Linked DNA regions of Mus musculus: region 2 is linked to region 1. Evidence: chromatin contacts called from public HiChIP or PLAC-seq data. All regions are on one chromosome and are shown on one strand. The core of a region is the stretch at or near the end of the contact, and the rest is flanking DNA. Distances in the headings are between cores, read along the strand shown.

Region 1 (3,578 bases), core at 757-3,256:
ACCATATATAATCAGAAAACAATGTAATAAAAATGAAATGCTGACAAGAATTAGAATATACAGCCCACAATCAATTTTTAATAATTCCACAAATATACTTGTTTGAACACATTTTTGAAGTACAAAACATTTTCAGATAGTACTTCATAATGAACATACTTTTATGTTAATGATTGTTAAATGCTACTAGTTCATTTTAAAGGTGTACAATATTCTTAATATTAATATGTTCAATTTTAGCCCTTTACTAGCTTTTTGCCACTATAAAGACTACGCTGAGAATTATTGTATTTAACCACATATATATGTAAGCATTACTATATCTTTGAAATACTTTTTAATACTACTTTTTGTTTTGTTTTTTTGTTTTTTCGAGACAGAGTTTCTCTGTATAGCCCTGGCTGTCCTGGAACTCTCTGCAGACCAGGCTGGCCTCGAACTCAGAAATCCGCCTGCCTCTGCCTCCCGAGTGCTGGGATTAAAGGCATGCACCACCACCACGTGGCTTTATACTACTTTTTAAAAAAAGATTTTATTTTGCTGGGTGGTGGTGGTGGCACAGTGTACACCTTTAATTCCAGCCTGGTCTAAACAGTGAGTTCCAGGACAGCCAGGGCTATAGAGAATAACCCAGTCTCACTCCCCGCCGGCAAAATATTTTTAATTATGCATATATGTGAGGGGGTTGAATCCCCTGGAACTAGACTTAACAGTTATGAGCTGACATACGGGTGCTGGGAATTGAACCAGTGCTCTTAACCTTTGAACCATCTCTTCCAGCTCCTTATATCTATTAGTTTTTGGAGACACTTTTAGTGTCTTTTAGTCTAGGCTGGCCTAGTAGCCAAGGATGACCGTGCCTACACTTCTCTAAGTGCTGGGATTTGGGGTACGAGTCACGGCATCCAGATTAAATAGTGCTAGGACTCAAGCCCAGGATTTCATGTATGCTCCCCAACAACTCACCAAATGAGCTACAGTATGTTAAACGAGAGCGTTTTCAGGTTCTCCATTTTAGTTAACGATTATTCGACTGGTTAAAACATTTGAAATTATATATGAATATTATCTATTCCAAGAAGTTTGAAAGTAACTCTGGAAAAGACTTTTTATTCAACATAGGTGGGGACTAAATAATGGGATTAATTAAGATAAAGATCTTTTGTGCCTGGGAGTAGGTGGGGGATGAATGGAACAGTGTTTATATTCCGTAGGATTCAGTAGCCTCCATGACAGCCTAAGGCAGGATAAAGAAGCAACACGAATAACGAACACTTGTTTCCTCGGTGTAGCCCTGGCTGTCCTGGAACTCGCTCTGTAGACCAGGCTGGCCTCAACTCAAGAGATCCGCCTGTCTCTGCCTCTGTAGTGCTGGGATTAAAGGTGTGCGCCACCACGCCTGGTAAACACTTCTTGAGACAAATGTGTATTTGTTTCATGCGAAAACTCGCCATCATTTGTCTGCCTTTATCTGCTGCCATTCTAACAGGGCAGCGCGTCTTCTGTCTTAACTTGAACTTGACAAACGCCGAACTCTCTAAACGAAGCCGACTGACGGAGCGAACACGCAGACTTTTTAATTCTGAGGTGATTTTTCTTCTCAGGCGTCCAACGTCACTTAACGTCACGCCCGTGAGCGAAGGCGGCAGGACGACGAAGGCCAGCCCAGGCCTTTGCTCCTTGCCTAACAGTCGCGCCGTTCCCAAGAGGGAGCCCTAGCGCGGCGGAAGACAGCGAGCCGAGCCGTTACGGGAGCGCCGAAGACCCAGCTCGCGTCACTCGGAGGAGCGGAGGCGCAAAGCACCGCCGACGCGCTTCCTCGAGGCCCCGCCCACTCGGCTCCACAGCCCGCTAGAGGCCTGGAGGAGGCGGGGCCAAGGAGGAGCATGCGCACGCGCCCTCGCGAGCCGGCCTTCTAAGGGGGAACGAGCGATCTCGCGAGGGTTGAGAGCGGGTGGCGTAGGTAGCTGTCCTGGTTGGCTGGAGAAGAGAATCCACTCCCGGAGAGGAGAAGGCGCCGGGAGGCCTCTGAGAACCTTCCGTTTTCCTTTCCCTTTCCCTCGGCCCTCCGCCTCCTCAGAGTCAGCCCGCCTTCCCTGACCTCCGTGACCCCGCTGGCCCCGCCCACTCCCGTCGACGTGATTCCCGCCGTGAGGTAAACGCCTGTGGAGCAGAGTCCCGCGGAAGAGGACGGCGAGGCGAGCGGCGCGGCTGGGCCGGCTCGGGTCGGTGGCGGAGCCCTCGCGCGTGAGAGCTTCCGGGCAGGTCTCACTCCTCCGGCGGCCCGGACGCCCGTGTCGCGCAGGCCCAAGCCGCTTCCCTCGGCGCCGCGCCTGCCCGTGGCCGCGGCGGGTGACGCAGCCGGAACATGTCGTCCGCGGTGGAGCCTCCGCCGCCCCCGCCTCCCGAGAGCGCGCCTTCCAAGCCCTCGGCGGCGGGCGCCGGCGGGAGCAGCAGCGGCAACAAAGGCGGCCCCGAGGGCGGCGCGGCGCCCGCGGCTCCGTGTGCTGCGGGCTCGGGCCCCGCGGACACCGAGATGGAGGTGAGCGCGGCCGTGCGCGGGGAGGGAGGGAGGTGGATGCTCGGCCGGCGCGTCTCCTGCTCTTCACCTTTACCTTTTCCCCTCGGTGTAGCTAGCCTAGCCCGACCGCGGATCGCTCTTACGAAACACATGTTCCTGATTACTGGGGCCGAGGGGACCCGTTTCCTCCATTGCCAGGCTCCCCCAGAACTCGCTCAATTTCTCCCGATTTAGGTTTTAGTTTGCACTAAACTTTGAGGAAGGCGAGGGAGATGCCCCTCCGGAGTGGGATTCCCGGGGCGAGGGGCGACGTTTCCCAGCGTCGCAGCTGGGGACTTGCGCCTCCAGTGCCTCATCCCCGTGCTGGCGGGGGCGGCATCTGTCTGTTCTGGGCAGAGACAATGGCGAGAGCTGGAGGGCCGAGTGCGCAGTGGGGATAAGCGGGGCGCAGCTGCTTGTGTGCAACGAGGGGAAGCCCCTCCCGGGCCCTGCTCCACCGGGAGGGGAACGAGCGTGACAGCCGCAGCACCTGTCCTGGATCCCCATCCAATTACGGGTGTATGCATGGAGAACTGAATGAATGGGAGCCTCGGGGAAGGATGATGGGCTTCTAGCTCTGCGCATTGCTTCCTTTTGAAGCCATTCGGAGGATTCGCTGTTGAACCACCTTCTTGGGGCTCCAGTGGGCCAGATGATGGTGACAATACTGGAGGAAGCGGGGAGAGAGTGGAAAATGGGGGAGCTGCCAGGCAGGTCTCTTTGGACATGCTCCCAGGCATTGAGTTGCCTGGGAACAAAGTTACTGCTTCCAATTTTTATTCTTGGCCTTGGCCTTGTTTTGAGGTATTCTGTAGTTCCAGTCTGAAGGAAGACTCCTGGGAGTTTTAATCCTCAGATTGGAAGCAATACTATAAAAGTGAACTTTAGTGCAGGATTTACACTATAAGGAAATGATGGTGCAGTCTGCATTACTTTTATGAGGCAGCTTGGGTGAAATAACGTTAATCTTTGAAACAACTTTTAGTGGGGAAGGTAGGTGTTAGTGTAATGCACCAAT
Region 2 (3,578 bases), core at 721-3,220, 59 kb before region 1:
ACATTTTTAAAAATTTATTATATGTGTGTGGGTATTTTGCCTGTGTGTATGTCTATGCACCACAAGCATTGCAGTGGCTGTGAAGACTAGAGGTGGCCAATGAATCCCCTGGGACTGAAGTTACAGATGTTCTGAGTGGTCATGTGGGAGCTGGGAATTGAACCAGGGTCCTAGACCTTTTCAGCACTAATCCATCTCTCCAGACCCAGAGTTTAAGGTTTTGTTATCCAGTTAGTGCAATCATTTTTCTCTTTTTTTGGGGGGGGGGGCGGGGCGGGAGGTTGTAGTTTTAGAAATGGTACAAAATTGTTATTTCAGTTATATGCATCAATATTTTTCTTTTACAATCGGAATTTGACATTTTGAGCAGGCACTGAATGCTTCAGGCAGTTTAGAGAGAAATGCTACAGGTTTTGAGAGACTTAACTGATATGGACCAGTCTAAATAACTGTCTTCGTGAAGAATTTGGGGAGGGGAGTGGCGTGTGTGTGTCACAATGTGAGTGTGGGGGTCTGTCTGGGTGGCAGGTGCTTTACCTGCAGAGCACCTTGTGCCATAGGCTGTGACATACACAGGCTGTGCTCTCACTGCTCCCCACAGCCCACCCCTCCCCAGCTTGAAAGCAGCAGGAACATTTTTAATAGCAGAACTCCATAGTCCTTAAAAATGGGTGACCAATATATTTGGGTACTTTGTGTTTTCGTAATCAAGTATGAAGGGTAGAAGACAGTGAGCTCATTTATAAACCATTATTCAAATATGGAATTGTGGTTTGTGAGCTGGACACCAGAACATTGCTAATCACAAACCCTTTGTATTTGGTCCCTAAACAACAAAATCCCTCGTAATTTCAATCTCCCCATACTTCCTACAGCTTATAAACTATATCAAAGTAACTATATCTAAGAACTATATGTAAGTAATGGCTTTAAAATCAGCCATTCCTCATGCATTTGCAGTACATACCTTCACTGTATCTCAAGACAGATGTGGACTCTAAACAGCAGAGCAGAGCTTTGTAGCAGTAATCCCCACCATTCCATGTGCTAGAGTGAAAACCGGGATGTTTGTGCACTATGTGGGTGCAGTGCCAGCAGTGGTCAGAAGAGGGCATCAGATCCCGTGGAACTGGTTTACAGACAGGATTTTTGTTGGTTTTTTTAATGTGTGGGGGTATTTTGCCTGCATGTATTAGTGTGTGTCACATGTATGCCTGGTGCCCGAGGAGGCCAGAATAGGATGCTGGGATCCCTAGGACTAGAGTTACAGACAGTTGTGAGCTAGGTCTTCTGGAAGAACAACCAGTTCTCTTGACCGCTGGGCCATCTCTCCAGCCCCTCTATCAGCAATTTTCTATTCTCTTGTCTCCAACCATCCCTCATAACTACTCCCGAAAGAGCAATGGCTTCCTTGGCCTTTGTTAGGTCTGTCTCTCAGGCATGTGCTCTCCCTTTCCAAGACTGAATATGCAGTGTTCTTGTTTCAACAGTTGGCTGATACCTTGTGACACTTTTTTTACTATTTGAATTTCAAGCCAGATGTGGGAAGAAATAGACTCTGCTTGGACAGCACTGTCTGAGAAAATCAGTCTCCCGATCCCTCTGAGAATAACTAATTTTCCCTCAAAACAAAAGGAAAGGGGAAAATTCTGACCTGTGTTTTGATTCCAGGAACCTCTCAAAATATCATTACCATGTTATTTCCGCTGCCCCAGGTGACCACTGCTATTATTGAATACTCGGAACGCTGGCAGGCCCTCCTGTTTTTAAATTCTAGCTCACTGAACTGTGTGCGGTTCCTGCTAAGGTTTTTCTTTAGTGGATTTGGGGGTAGAAACTGGGGTTCTTTTGTTTTTCTTGGAAATGTGCAGATTGACTTTTTATTTTGGTTCGGGCTCACCAAGGTGGAAGCTGTTAAATTTGCTAAACAAGCACTAGGAAGCCCAGCCAGGGCTGCAGGAAGCTCACTGACATCTAGCAAAACCTCTGGGCTAAGTTTAGGGTATGAGCTTAAATTGCTTTTCTCAGAGTGTCCAGATCATGGTAGTTTAAATTAAAAGAAAATGCAATTCCCGATTTGAGGTTCTTGCCTTTAGTAAGATAAACTGATACTTAAGGAAAAAATATATAGACTGAGAATATCTCAGCAGTGTGTTTGTCTAGCGTGTACAAAGCTCTGCGTTTGATCCTCAGAACAGCATAGATGTGACATAATGGTATATGCCTGTAAATGTCAGCACCTAAGAGGTGGAGGCAGGAGGATCAGAAGTTCAAGGTCTTACAAACATAGAAGACCGTTTCTCAGAGGTGGAAAGAAAGTGTAGGGGGTTGGGTGGGTACAAGGATTTCATCTTTTCTATAACACAGTAGTCACCAAGGGCTTCTAAATTTCCTTTGACTGAGTCTGGAGAGATGGCTCAGACATTAAGATCACTGGCTGCTCTTCCAGAGGACCCCGGGTTCCATTCCCAGCAATCACGTAACAACTTAAAACTGTCTGTAACTCCAGTTCTGGGGACTCAATACCTCCTTCTGACTTCTGCAGGCACCAGGCAGGTACACAGACACACATACAAACAAGGAAAAAGACAAAACGGAAACCAAATAAACAAGCAGAAACCCGCCCTTCACATAAACTAATAAGTAAAATTTACTTTGAGATTTTTTTTTTTACTTTTTTTTTTTTTTAATGAGACAGGATTCAAACAGAGGTTCTCTTGCCTCTGCCTCCTGGGTGCTGGAACTTAAACTGTGCGTCGCCACGCCCAACTCTTTTTACGTTTTTATTAAGACATCCACTATTACTATTGTGTAGGCATAGATGACCAGTGCATTGCTTAGAGGTTTTCTATGTCTACATTTGTACATGGATATACGTGAGTGTGCTTTAAAGGCCAAGCTCAGATCAAGAATTTCAGGATTCACATTCCAGCAAAGAATCCTTTTCCTAGAGAAATCCTAGAGAAATTTCCTAGAGTAGATTTGGGATAATTTTGTTTTGTTTCATTTTAAGATGTATGTATGTATGTATATGAGTACACCGTCTCGCTCTCTTCTTGCACACCAGAAGAAGGTATCAGATCCCCTTACAGATGATTGTGAGCCACCAGGTTGCTGGAAATTGAACTCAGGAGCAGTCAGTACTCTTAACATCTGAGCCATCTCTCCAGCGGGATAGTTTTAACTTCTGTCCCCAGTCATGAATTTTGCCTGTTTTAAATCCTCTAAAAAAAAAAAAAAAAAAAAAGAACCATGGAGTCTGGCTTACCTCTTCCATAAAAGTCACCATGTTGAAGTATGTGGTGGGTTTTTTTCCCCATACAGCACTCCCTCACTCCTATTACTCTCATACAATATGGGTCTATTTGAATATCGGTAAATGGACATTTCAGTTGTTCTACAAAGGTCTGACCATTCTTACGTGTCTTTTTACAACAAACAAACAAACAAACAAACAAACAAAAAGATCCTTTTTTAGTGTGTGTGTGTGTGTGTGTGTGTGTGTGTGTGTGTGTGTATACAAAGGTGCTAGGGAGGCCTTGAATCTAGGATTCCTACTAGGTAGTTGGAAGCTGCCT

The links. HiChIP or PLAC-seq counts read pairs in DNA pulled down with a chosen protein or histone mark.
Region 2: an H3K27ac HiChIP or PLAC-seq map of microglia shows a contact between it and region 1, with 4 times the contacts expected there. The contact joins the enhancer-like site here to the promoter of Smarca5 in region 1. A contact is called at or near these places in 6 of 484 Hi-C or Micro-C datasets (the G1E-ER4 cell line, the NIH/3T3 cell line, bone marrow-derived DN2 thymocytes and 3 more), 4 of 115 datasets of contacts at active chromatin or transcription factors (the 230-238 cell line, embryonic stem cells and microglia) and 1 of 9 other capture datasets (pancreatic islet).

The regions. Positions count from the first base shown.
Region 1 is chr8:80,737,887-80,741,464 of GRCm38.p6, reverse strand. Smarca5 (SWI/SNF related, matrix associated, actin dependent regulator of chromatin, subfamily a, member 5) reads left to right here and starts at 2,006. Exons shown (of 24, transcript NM_053124.2): 1 at 2,006-2,542. The coding sequence starts at 2,369.
Region 2 is chr8:80,796,498-80,800,075 of GRCm38.p6, reverse strand. The region is part of intron 2 of Gab1 (growth factor receptor bound protein 2-associated protein 1); the gene reads left to right. Among named protein-coding and RNA genes, the nearest start is that of Gm51580, 16 kb to the left of the region's middle. Within about 2 kb of position 1,970, at least 4 of the 459 cell types and tissues checked have an H3K27ac peak or open chromatin away from gene starts, as enhancers often do. A contact at or near this core is called in the 230-238 cell line and microglia, where this site is marked.